Regions from separate parts of the Mus musculus genome. Here region 1 is linked to region 2. A link is a contact called in public HiChIP or PLAC-seq data. All regions are on one chromosome and are shown on one strand. Each heading gives the region's core, a stretch centred on a gene start, on an enhancer-like site or on the middle of the called end of the contact. The rest is flanking DNA. Distances are from core to core; before and after follow the strand shown. Region 1 holds the start of 9530034E10Rik (RIKEN cDNA 9530034E10 gene). Region 2 holds the start of Plk3 (polo like kinase 3).

The links. HiChIP or PLAC-seq counts read pairs in DNA pulled down with a chosen protein or histone mark.
Region 1: a contact with region 2 is called in a FOXA1 HiChIP or PLAC-seq map of pancreatic cancer cells. The contact joins the promoter of 9530034E10Rik here to the promoter of Plk3 in region 2. A contact is called at or near these places in 2 of 115 datasets of contacts at active chromatin or transcription factors (bone marrow-derived macrophages and pancreatic cancer cells).

The regions. Positions count from the first base shown.
Region 1 is chr4:117,972,897-117,979,253 of GRCm38.p6, forward strand. It overlaps 9530034E10Rik (RIKEN cDNA 9530034E10 gene), which reads left to right and starts at 2,138. Exons shown (of 3, transcript NR_166452.1): 1 at 2,138-2,171. All of the region lies in intron 5 of St3gal3 (ST3 beta-galactoside alpha-2,3-sialyltransferase 3), which reads right to left.
Region 2 is chr4:117,129,875-117,136,774 of GRCm38.p6, forward strand. Plk3 (polo like kinase 3) reads right to left here and starts at 4,089. Exons shown (of 15, transcript NM_013807.3): 1 at 3,778-4,089; 2 at 3,521-3,628; 3 at 3,315-3,431; 4 at 3,031-3,160; 5 at 2,853-2,940; 6 at 2,027-2,122; 7 at 1,736-1,934; 8 at 1,499-1,625; 9 at 1,188-1,279; 10 at 850-943; 11 at 634-717; 12 at 369-531; 13 at 86-215. The coding sequence starts at 3,990.

The DNA of each region.
Region 1 (6,357 bases), core at 888-3,387, 840 kb after region 2:
TGTGGGGGCGGGTGATGATGATGGTGGTGTGTATGTGTGCTGTCAACTCTGGAGGTGGGCTGTGGTAGACTCTCATACAACATCCAGAACCGCACCTGGGAGCTTCTCCCTGTGCCAGGAGGGAGCCAGTAGGGAGCCTTTCGGGTGAGGGATGACTGAGGTGTAGCTGGTCAGAGTATCAGGACAGTAGGGTGCCTGACCTGTTTGCCCCGGGCCTAGTTGGGGGGCAGGGCAGAGTGGGGCAAGCTCCAATCGACAGGCCCCAGCCTGCCAGCCCTTCCAGAGCCCCAGCACTTGGGGCTGCCTCGGATCGGATCGGGTTCCAGCAGGGCGTGTGAGTGCGTGAGAAGGATCAAGAGAAGGAGGAGGCGGAAGTTGTGCAGTGACCTGCCTGTTCATTTCCCTTAGATCCAAGAGTCTAGAAGGGCACTAAGGGAAGGTAAACCTGATCTGAATGCCTCTGATAGCAAGGCGGGAGCCAGGAGGATGCCCTGCTGTCAGGCTTACACACTGGGCTAGGACCACGGTGAGTTATAAAAGTCAGCCTGACAGTCAGGAATGATATCACGGGATCTTCTTAAGGGATCCTCCAGGTCAGCAGAGTGTGTGTGGTACAGTGAGGAGAGTAAACATCCCAGACCTGGCATCTGCCTAAACCACCTCAATAAAGATATGTTTATTATGTGTGTGTGTGTGCGTGTGCACGTGCGTGTGTGTATGTGTGTGTGTGTGTGTGTGTGTGTGTGTGTGTGTGTGTGTATACACATAACTATATCACAGCCCATTCCTGGAGAGCAGAGAACAACTTAGAAGAGTCAGATAACTTCCTTCCACTATAATACTTTCTCGGGTTAGAACCCAGGGAGTCTGGATTGGTGGCAAGCACCTTTACCTGCTGAGCCATCTCACCAGCCCAATCTGAAATACTATCTAAGGCTCAGAACATCAAGCCCATGCTTAGAGGCCAACAGGAGAGTCGACTGAGCCATATTATCATGAGTGATGGGTTATGTGTGGGCACTGTCGGTCTTCCTGCCACTCCCAGCCCCTTCTATCTGCACAGAGAAGCACCTTTGTAATATGAGCTTGTTAGTTAGATTAGAACACGGATCAACTTCAGCTCTGTGAGTGTGCCCGTTGGATGCCCCGCCTCTTAGCCACTTCTATAACCATGCTGTAAAGCATAGAAAGCACAAGAAGGCAGAGCCTTGCAGTGAGGGCTCAGACGGCAGATCATAGCACATTTGTCTATTAGACTCAGCTGTAGGCTTCGCCCCAACCCTAGCCTGATAATGAGACTCATCTCGGAGGGGGAAAGCCAGACTCACGGAACCACCTTTCCAGAACCTACAGGGAGAAGAATGGGCACACAAAACAGAGGGACACACGTTTTCTAAGACTTACCTGGTCTTGCTTAGTACAGAATTGCTGTAACCTCACCATAAAGGACCCTGCACAGTAAGATCCTGGGATATGTCTAAGCAAGGATGATAAATGCTTCCTAGATGCCTGGTTGGCCTTCCGCCTCACTGCCCTCCCCCATGGGAAAGCAAGAGTCTAAGGAAAACGGATGCCAAATCTTCTGGCTAGGTGGGCATGTACCCTGAGAAAGCTCAGAGGTAAAGAGATGGATGGACAGACGGACTGATGGATGGACAGACGGACCCCCAAGTGTGGTTCCACACCGAGCTCCTTTCTCCCAGCTTACTCAGGACTAGCTGAAACGGCAGAATGCATCTCTGCCCCCTGATCCTAGGTTGTGGACCTAGACCTAGCTGAGAGTATAAAGTAAACTAGTCCTGGTCTTTCTTTCAGAAGCTAATGGTAGAGACAAGGAACCAATCATGGGGAAGAAATCTCCAGAGCCCGTATTTTGGACACAAAGGTGATAGATGGAATCGGGCACAGAGGAAAGATTCTTGAAAGGAGATGATGACTAAACCGGGCTGGGCTCTGAGTAACAAGCACTCATGGACCTGGCAGAGAACTGCTGGGGGAGGGCATCTGAACAGCAGGGTACTATAGAAAACTCCCTGGGGGCGGGGGATGGAAACCATAGCAAGCATTCCTTCCTTCAAGGTGAGGCTGGACAGAATGAGGCAGTGTCTACATAAGGAGAAGGTTTAGCCTGAGCCCTGTTCTCAGGGACTCTGCCCTTTGGTCCTACCCAGGTAAGTAAAGTCGTGCAAAAGGAAAGAAGGAAGGAAGGGAGGGAAGGAGGGAGGAGAAAGTGTTTTCTGACTGGGCATAGTGAAGCTGTGGAAGGGCAAAAACTGCACACAGGGAAAGGCCAGGCAGGGCGCTGGTCAGCACTGCAGGGCTGGCCTGATCCCCGAGCCTATGTCAGTATGTTTCAAGCTGCATAGTGACTGGAAACTCCAGGTGCCCAGTTCAAGTTCTCTCTTACTCATGCTCTGCAGGGGGTGCTTGCACTTCAGCCCCCTTTGTTGTAATGACATTCTGCTTTTCATTCCAGAGGGCCCTAGATGAGGACACACACATGCATGCACATATGCACACATGCACGTGAGTGCGTCTACACACACAAAACACACACACACACACACACACACACACACACACACACACCACACACACACACACACACACACTAAAAGAATGGAAGACTGGAGCTGGCTCAGCAGTTAGGAGCTCTTGTTGTCCTTGCAGAGGACTTTGGTTTGGTTCTCAGTACCCACACAACAACTTACAAACACCTACAGCTCCAGTTCCAAGGGATCGGATGCCTCTTTGGAGCTCTCAGGGCACTAAGCACAGGCACACACACTAGGCACATAATGCACATGAAGTCAAAGCACTCATCCACATAAGATAAAATTAGCTAAGAAATTATAAAAAAGATTATAGGCATTTGGACACTGGGGTAGGCAGGGGGTTTCTTTTACACTATGAAGATCACCAAGCCTAGAAGAGGGGTTAGACAAACTGCAGCCTCTAAGCTAGCTGTCTCTTCCCATAAATAAAGTTTTACTGGAACACGGACACACCCATTTGTTTCTATAATATGCTGTGGCTACTTTCATGCTTCAACAGTGGAGCTAAACAGTTGTGGCAGAGACTATCTAACCCCAGTACAGCCTGGGCCACAGCCAAACAGAGCTGCCATGTGACCCTTTTGGAAATAAAGCTGGCCAATCCAGGCTTAGAAGGGCTACAGCCATCTTGCAGCTACATGGACAAAACTGGCATCTGAGGATGCTCAGAAGAAAGCAGAAACAAGCTGCAGGTTTGGGTGGGTCCAGAACTGGGCTCAGTCACATTTCCTTTTTGCTTGGATGAGTCTGGTATGCATGTTCACAATCTATCTCCTTTTGACCTCTCTAGTCCCCACAAACCCTGTCTTCCTTCCCTTCCTTCTCCCTGGCTCTGACCTATTCTATAACTATGCAATTATACTTTCTAGGATCCACTCACTGCACTCTAAACACCTCATGCCTGCTCGTGTCTGTTCTTTTCACCCAGAAGTCTCTTCCTGCCTCACTGCCATGAGCTTCTGCTCATTCTCTAAGGCCTGCCTACAGCATGTCTACCTCCCTGACAGCTTCCTTAGGGCTGACCCCTCTGGTCCACCACTATTTTCTGTGCACACTATGGTCTTATATGGTCCACTTTGTCTTTTGAGAGAGGCTGTCTTATTGGCCAGAAACTTGCCAAGTAGGCTAGACTGCCCGGCCAGTGAACTCCAGGGATCTGCCTACCTCTGGCTCCCCCACACTGGAATCACAAATATGTACCACCATACTTGGCTTTGTTTGTTTGTTTGTTTTTGAGACAGGGTTTCTCTGTGTAGCCCTGGCTGTCCTGGTCCATTATGTAGACCAGGTTGGCCTTGAACTCAGAGACCTGCCTGCCCATGCCTCGGGAGTGCTGGGACTAAAGGTGTGTGCCACCACCATACCTGGCTCACACTTGGCTTTTTGATGTATATTCTGGCGATTAACTCACGAGGCAAGCCCTTTGCAGACTGAGTTCTAACCCCTCATGAACCTTTTGGTCCCCTCGTTTGAAAGGACTGGGTTTCAGTGATGCCTCCACTGTTCAGAAATACCATCCCCTCCCCAGGCCTGAAATGCTACCAGTCACTGCCCTTTGCTTGCAAAGGGACTGTGCCACATGTGTGTCCAGACAGGCTGGAGCCACAGCCTGACATGTATGACAGGCAAGGAGGCTTGTGCTGAAGGAGGAGAGGAGAGGCTGTGACAGAGGCCCTGGAGGGGCAGCGTCTGAGCTCCCGTTGACAGGCTCCCAGTGACTCTGTCGACAAGCCTCTACCTACTGTAGAGGAGGGAGGTGAGGAGGGAGTTCTGGGGAGTTGCTCCTACTCGGGGAGAAACCAAAAGATGGCCAGACTGTCTACACAAGTCACAGAACCTAGAGGCTGGTCCCCAGAATCCACCACCTGTCTCCCCAATATACTTCAGCTATTGTCCCAGGCATTGTGCTAGTCACTGGGGATATGACAGCAAAGAACCCAGTCCCTGCCTTTGTGGATGGTGGGTGACATGGCCAGGTAGAGAGGGAGCGGCAAAACTCAATAAACACACAGCTAATAGGAAACAGCTCCCGAGCTCTCCCTGTGTCCCTGGTCCTATGCTGAGGGCTCTGCATGTATTATCTTATTTAATCAACAAGGTGACCTCATGGGTCAGCACTATTTATAGCCATGTTCTTACTCACTGTGCTGCTTGTGGGAATACGGGAGAGTTGCTGGCCCCTTCGGGGAACATGCTGTTGGGGCTGGAGAGAAGGCAGAACTGCAGGAGCCGAGGAGACGGAGAGGGGAGACCGTGCCGAGGACAGCTGGGAGCACTTTTAAAGAGCGGAGATGGGAGACAGAGTGGAAGCTGTGGAGGTCAGGTGGGAAGAACGGTGTGTCTGCATTCCAAGACTAAAAAGACAAGTCTGACGAGAGAAGGGGTGTTGGGGGACAGAGGGCGACAGTGGAATGAAGACCCTGAGGGAGGAGATGATGTGAAGATGGCATCCCTGACAGGTGAACTTAGCAGAAGGGAGGAGCGAGGATGCTCAGCAGATAGACTCTTCTCTGGGGTTCGAGGTCAGGAGTCGGGGAGTGTGGACTGCAGTGACCCGTGAATGCTAAAGATCAATAGTGCCGTGACAAGCCAACCAGGGACAACGGCCTCTGAGCGGTGTTGAACAGACCCAAGAGGCTGAGACGAGGTAGCCACGGTGGCACTGAGGCTGGCATCTGTGGTCAAGGCTAAGCTGCCTAGAAGCACACACAGAAGAGTGGTTGGATGGGCTTAGCTCTGTGTGGGGACGACTGGGAGACCAGGAGAGCAATGGATTGAAGTGACTGGCTAGCCATAGAGGATGGCAGGCCTGGGGCGCTGGCAGGCACAGTGAGGACGAAGGCCAGGCTAATGCTGCTGGTCAAGCCCCAAGCCACGAGTCATTCATTTTCATTTTTTAGTGCCACTTGCCTAGATCCTCAAAGTCTACAGGGGCAAGCCCCTCTCTTGCCAGCTGGGTAGCATTCCCGAGTCCTCTTGACTCATCTCTTTGTCTTGGCTGCTTCCCATCCAGGTTAGCAGCAAGTCCTGTTAGCACTATCTCTGAACATGCTCTGCCCCCAACCACTCGCCTACCTCTGCTACCGCCCAGTGTTACATGACTATTGCATGGTAGATGGCCGGCCTTCACCCTTGTCCTGCTCTCAGGCTGCAGCGGCCCTCCTAAAGGACCCACGTGCCACTCATTCCTCTGACAGGAGCCCTCTCACTGCCTCACCCACGTTCTCACCCCTGGCCATCTTCCTTCCTTCCTGATCCCATGTACTGATGGCCTCTGGCCACCCTCGGCTGGAGCAGACTTTCCTAGTGTCTGGACCTTTCTCAAGGCTGGCTCTTGTGTGCCCTGGCGCACCTCTTTACAGAGGTCTTGTTGGACTCTTCCATCTCAGCGGGCTTCCTATTCGTTCTCTAGTACATCTTGTAGTGTCCTCCAAGGCACACAAGGCTGTCTGGTTCACTGTCTTGCCTCTCCCATGGACTCTTGCTTGTTATATGGAAACCTAAGCTCTATTTGAACTGTGCAAGCTATGGCTCCCAACACCAAGAACTGTGCCTGACATAGCAGATAAGATCTGATCAAGGAGGTCTGATTTCCACCTTTGCCCAAATCTACAGAACTGCCCCTATCGGCTGCACATCTTTCCCTATGCCCTTGAAAAAATGGATCAAGTCCTTCCCTCCAAGAACAAGCTGTTCTTTCGAGAACATGCGATGCCCTCACATCCCGTTCAGAGACCTTGCAATGGCCTGTAGGCCTCAGTTTCCTCTGGGATAGAGCTTCTTACAGCTCCTGGTACTATGG
Region 2 (6,900 bases), core at 2,839-5,338:
AGCCGCTGGGCCATCTCCCCAGCCCTCAGCCACTACCTTTGAGCCACCCCTGCCCCCTAAAGTGCCCCCACCGCAGCCTACACACCTTCATGAGGTGCTGTTCCATGTAGGACGCAAAATACCGCAGGATGCCCAGCTGAGGCTGCAGAGCTCGGGGCACAGAACCCATGGAGAAGGAGAAGTGCTTCGTGCTGGTGGGGTTGTAGTGCACCGTCCTGAAAGTGGGAACGTAGAGAGGAGGAGGAGGAACCCGGCACCACCATTCTTCCCCAGACCCCTAAGCACAGAAACACACACCACGGTGCAACCCTGCTGGTATTGTGGTACCCAGCAAGCCTAATTACAAAGCACGCCAAAACAGCACTTACTTCCTATTGGCTGACAGGGCCATGTGTGTGCCATCATTGAAGAGCACGGCTACACGGCGGCTGGACAGCTGATAGCCAAAGCCAAACTTGTTGGAGTAGTCAACCCACTTGCTGACCCACACCAGAGGCTCTGGCTGTGCCAGCGGGGCTGGGTTCTGTTCGGCTGTTAAGAGGAGAGGAGGGAAATGAAGACTCCCCCAACCCCCCTCCCCCCCACCGCCTCTGGACTTGCAAACTATTCATATGCACCAGAGTCCAGCCTTACCTGGGGGCATGAAGGCCACACAGTTTCTCAGTGCACAGAGGGCAGACTCTACCACTGTGGCCACAGTCAAACCTTCTTCAAACCCTGAAGGGAATAGGGCACTGACATTTAGGCAAGAGCCACCCTGGGCCCAGTTCACCCTCAGCCAACTACTTCCTTCAGCCCCTGGTCTCTACCTCAGCAGCCCCTAGCACCTCTCATCTTGTGGCTCCTCACCATCTCCACTGCTGGCCAGTGTCCCACGGGGCGAGCTGTCCTCGGCAGCTGTCTCTACCAAGCTGGCAGGGGCCTGGCCTGAAACTACAGGAGCCTGGACAGTTGGGGAGAGAGGGAATAAAATTAGGCCCCAAAATCCAAATCCTTGAAAGTCCAATGGCCCAGCCCTGTCCCTGGCGGCTCTCAGGGCACCCCAGGTCAGCCTCAGCTGGCTAATGAGACACAGCCAATTAGGCCACCACGAGGTTAGATGCTTCATCAGCCTTTTATGCTGGGCTTCCCTCAGCTGCTAGGGTCAGGGTGAGTCAGGGGAATAATGGCTCACGTGAGCATCTTACCTCCGGCCTGACATCTGGATGACCGATGGATGTGCGCATGAGGCCACTCACCAAGCAGGAGACATTATCCTGGTCCTCAGAATGGTTCTTATCTGGAGGGTGAAGGAGAAAATAGCCCTCTGGGTCCTGCCTGAAAGTGTTCACACACGGGCAGATCTTCCCAAGTGTCTAGACAGCACATGCTCTCCCTGGAGTCTGAAGACACCGACACCCTGGAAGCACACCCCCCCCACCCCGCCTCCCCCTGAATGTAACAAGCCACTAAGCCACTCTATTGCTCTATACCCTCAGCCCACTGGCACCTGACTCACTCTTGTTCTTTTTCCTGCCAAACAGGCTCTTGGTAACTTTGGCAAACAGACTCCTCGCAGGGTTGGGGGGTGTCAGATCTGGGACTGTCACACAGCTGCTGACCGGGAGCCGATCAGGGGTGTAGCCCTGAGGAAGAGAGTCAGGAAAACAGTGTCAGTGAGACCCCCAAGGGCCCTGTTCCTGTGTGTCCTCTAGGAACATGAACACTGAACTCCAGTGTCTGGAGAACCACAGACCTTCGTAAAGAAGTCATGGCGTAAAATCTGTTCAATGGAAGGGCGGTCTCTGGGTGAAGCTCGGAGGATGGCAGCCAGGAGCTGCCGGGCAGGCAGGGAGAGGCTGGCAGGTAGCGTGTAATGAACCTGCTTGATGCAGCGGTATGTCTCCTTCAGGTCAGCAGTCTCAAATGGGGGGCTCCCACACAGGAGCGTGTACCTATGCCCAGGAATGGGAGATCAGGAATAAAGTAGTGGGGACCCCCCCCCATCCATGCACTTACCACCTGTCCACCAATGACTGACACTCACATGACACAACCAAGCGACCACACATCTGCCTCGGGGCCATGGCCCTGTCTCAGCAGCACTTCTGGAGCCACGTAGTTGGGAGTGCCACAGATGGTCCTGAAAAAGGCAGAGCAGAGAGAGCAAGGCTCAGACCCAGCCCAGTGCTGGTACCCGCCCCCATTCCTGCCCCTGCTGTGAGTTCAGACAAAGCAGCTGCCTGTCACCAAAGGCCAGAGAGCTCCTGCTTGTCTTGGGACAATGGATGCTGAGAACACGGCAGCTGAACCCTCACCCACCCCTCTAGCCCAGCTGCTCAGCTGCTCTGCAGGACAGGAGGCCCTGACCCATCAAAGACCCCTCTCCCAAGGTCAATACAGAGGGTCCATGACTGAGCCCTCCCCCCACTCCCATCTGCAAATACTCACTAGGCTGTCACCTCCCACTGTCTGTGCCAACACCAGCTGTCATAACCTTCATAAAGACTCACCTGCCTCACATGCTAGTTACACACACCCTGTCCCAGTGACCACAGCAGGGTCACATACACACACAAGGTATCACGGTACCATCATGATCTGTCATTCCCATTCAGTGTCTTACACATGCTGACTGCCTAGCCTATGTTTTCCCCATACATTTCCAAAAATCCTAGACACCCATCTGTGCCATACACTCATAAGATTGCTGTCCTTCTTCACCTAACCCAGTGACCTAGGTTGCCACCTCTACTGTCACACATACAGAAAACCCATCATTACCCCTTCCCTGGTTATCCCAAGTACATATCTGGTCACCTTGTACATCATCTGTGTCACAAACAGGCTGTGGCCACCATCCCCTCACTCACTTTTTCCTCTGCTCTGGGGGCTCTAATCGAGCTGCCAGCCCAAAATCCCCCACCTTCAGTTCCATGTTATCCGTGATGAAAAAATTTCCTAGACAGTAGCAGAGAGACGCGTCAGATTCTTAACGCCTTTCATCCCTCCGCAGGTCTCCACCCTTCAGACCAGACGCAGGAATCTCACCCAGCTTGAGATCTCTGTGTAAGATACCCCTCTGGTGCAAGTACTTGAGGCCAGAAAGGATCTGGCGCAGGTAGTAGCGAACCTCTGGTTCCAACAGGGTGTGTCGGGCCTTCCAGATGTGGGCCAGGGACTGCAGAAAGTCACTGTTTCAGACCCCGCTTGCCTTCCCAGACCCTCCCTCCATCTGTGTTTGCTAAAGATGACAAGAACAGCTTTGGATCTTAAGAACCCGCTTCCTCCCCTACCCCTGTTCCCAATGAACCCACCCCGCCCCCATTCCGGACCTTTCGGCTACAGAGCTCCAGGAAAATGTATATGTTGTCAGCATCCTCGAAATGATGTGAAAAGCGAACGATATGGCGGTGCTGTAGGTCTCGGTGCAACTCTATCTCATTTAGGATCTGCGACAGGGGAGTGAAATCCTCATCTTTCCAGGGTTCCCACGCCACCATCCCCTCCCCATCCCTTGGACCGCAGGGCCTGGACCCACCTTCTCGCGCTGATGCGGCTTGGCGACGCGACTCTGTGGGATGACTTTGACCGCGTAGGCTATACCAGACTCGGTGTCAGTGGCTTCATAGCAGCGTGCGAAGCCCCCCTAGAAAGAAGAAGCTGCATCATCGATCTGGGCGCTCCGGAGTGGCCGGATCCGGCCCGTAGAGCTCCTCTCCACCTCCGGAGTGGCCCGGTCGGGTCCGCAGAGCTCCCCTCCACCTCCGTCAACGCTACCCCGGAGCCCCGACCCACCTTGCCCAACAAGCGACCCTTGGTGTAGGTACGGCCGCTGAGAGGGTCGGTGATGAGGCGACCAGGAGGATCCGGCGCCCGTGGCCCGGCCAGCACCTCAGGTTCCGATCGCGGGGAGGCATTGGCAGGCGGCCCCGGGCCGGCGGGGGGCGCGGACGGGGCAGCCGCGCGCGGGAAGGGGCGCGGAGACAAGAAGCCGGCGGCGGGCTCCATGCGGACGGCGCGGCGCAGCGCCTGCCGAGCTGGTTCTCGGTTCCGCCCGGCCCCGGCCGCGCGTGGCGCTGCCTGGTTTCTCTACGCTGCGATCGCGCCAGGGCAAGGGGGAGTCCGACGTTTTTATCAATGAACCCCTGCCCCCTCCCCGGTGTTTCGTCATCTCGAGCTCCGCCCCTTTCCTGGCTGCCAGGCTTGGAGAGGCCACGCCCATTGCTCCGCCTTACGTCACCTGAAAGATCTTCCCTTGCCTGGGCGTTCTTAAAGGCCACTCCTCCTGCTCTGGCCTTAAAGGAGCCCCGGTTGAGCTAGTCGCCTGGCAGGTGTAACCCTGCTCCGTTTCTCTAGGCTACCCAGTGCAAGTGACTCTTTTTTTCCCCTTCATCCTTAGAATGTGTGCTGAAGTCGGAGTGGAGGCCAGTTATCCGGAGGCCTCTTTCGAGCAACAGTAAGGGTTAGCATTCAAACTGGGGAGGAAAGACAGGGGTGTTGCAAACTGCTCAGTGCACATCACCAACACAGGTGGTTTCCTGCAAGCATCTCTTGCTCTGGTACAGAGCATGCTGCCCTCTTCGGGGACTGTGGAATAGCACGCTGCAGAGCCCGATTTACCTGGTCTGGGACTGTGCAATGGGTTTGTGGAACAGAGCCTGGTATTCAAGGTTTTATGTTTGCGTTTTGTTTTTCCAAGACAGGGTGTCTCTGTGTGGCCCTGGCTGTCCCAGAACCCACTATGTAGACCAGGCTGGCTTTGAAATCAAAGATCCACCTGCCCCTGCCTCCCAGTATTCACTGTTTTTCACCATGTTCCAGGCTACATCTTCTGCTACCCAATTCTACCTTATTATTCTTCTGAGGGAAAGGAGAGCTGAGGCAGAGTAGCTGTCATGTGATCCAGGCTGGCTTTGAACTCGAGGTCCTTCTGTCTTCACCTTTGACATGATGGGACTCCAGACCTGTACCTCTGCCCCAGACCCTGAGTTCCCCATCATATTCTCAAAAATACCTATTGCACCGAGTCAGCAGGCAAAAGGCCAGACAGTGAGGAATGAGAACTGGACACTCTTAGGTGCTAGAGACCTGCAACTGGGCAGTTAGCTTTGAAGTCCATTACAGATAAACTCAAGTAGGTGGCAGGAATCTATGATCTATGTGGAATCTTTTTCTGTGTGGGTTTTTTTTTTGGGGGGGGGGTGTTGTGGAGGGTTGTTTTGGTTTTTGTTTTGTTTTGTGACAGAGTTTCCAGGAAGCCAGGAATTCGACCTGTAAACCAGACTGGCCTTGACTTCCTACCTGTCTCTGCCCCTCCACCACTGCCCGGCTTCGATGTGAAATCTTTTTTTTTTTTTTTTTTTTTCCTTGAAATAGGTTTCTCTGTGTAGACTTGGCTGTCCTGGAATCATTCTGTAAACCAGGCTGGCCTCCAACTCAGAGATCTGCTGCCTGTCTCTGCCTCCAGAGTGCTGGGATTAAAGGAGTATGCCACCACCTGCCTAGTTTCCCCAGTGGAATCTTAATCCCTAAACTTTCTCCAGGGGTCACAGATCTCCTGCTGGCTGTGTAGCCTTCGTTTTCACTTGGAGCCATACATTCAGACCTCAGATTTACTGAAAACATCTGCAAAGTGGCAGGCGCTGCTACCAATAAGAATGGCCAAGGCTGCAGCCCTTACTTAGTTTCTGCAGTTTCTCTATTGTGGAAACAGACTTAAGTACATAAATAAAGTAATTACAGGCTGTGAAAAGTGCTAAGACGGAAGTAAACAAGGAGCACCCAGAAAAACCAACAAACACACACATACAGCTGTGAATCAGCTCCCTCCTTCCCCAGTGTCTGGTCTGGATCATAACCTATCTTGTTGGGATTATTGCATACGGCCGTCCCTGCCTTTGGTCTCATCTGCATTTCATCTTGCATGTACATACTGTGAAGACATGGACACACACACACACACACACACACACACACACACGTCCCAAAAAGCCTAAGACCAGGAGAAATATTAGTAGTTTAAATGATAGGGGTGGGCAGGAAAGTCCTAGGTGCTATGCTTAGCAATTTCCCTGGCGGAGAAGGTAGTGGTAGGGCCAGAAAGGACAAACTCTTCAGGTCACATGGCCTGAAGCACAGGTAGAGCTTCAAAAGACAGAGTCAAAAATCTGAGCTGGAGTTGAGGCAAGAGGTTCAGGAGTCCAAGGTTGTCCTAGTTAAAGTCAACTGTCACCCTGACGTAATGAAGAGTCATCTGACAGAGTCTCGCTGGGCAACTACACAGTTCAGGTTGACCTTTGGCCTGGGAGGAATTGTCTTGATTGATGATTGGCATGGGAGGGCCCTGCCCACCGCGTGTGGCACCACCCCTGGGTAGGTAGAGCTGAACTATAGACGGAAGCTAGCCGAGTGATCTGGAGAGATGACTCAGCGGTTAGGAGAACACAGTGTTCTTTCTGTCAGAGGACCTGAATTCACTGAGTGACCAGAGCTCCTGGGGAACTCTACACCTCCAGCCTTCTCAGCTGGGTACCTGGCATGTGCATACTCACATAAGTACGTGTGTAATTAATTATTTAAGGAAGCTAACAAGGAGCAAGTGAGGGAGCCAGGCATGAGGCAGCACTCCTCCGTGGTTTCTGCCTCAGTTCCTGCTTCAGCGTCTTGCCCTGGCTTCCCTCTGTGACTGACTGTAACCTATAAAATGAAATAAACCTTCCCTCCCCAGGCTGCTTTTGGTCTGGGTGTTTATCACAGCTGCAGAAAAGTGAAAAAGGTCTCCCTGCAGAGTGAACCTGAGACTAACCTGGAGTAAATAACATCCTGTCTATTTGGCCCTGGAGAGTTAGCGCAGTGGTTAAGAGCACTTGTTGCAAAGGACCCAGCATCCTGGGAATCATGGAGGCCCGTCACCTTTCT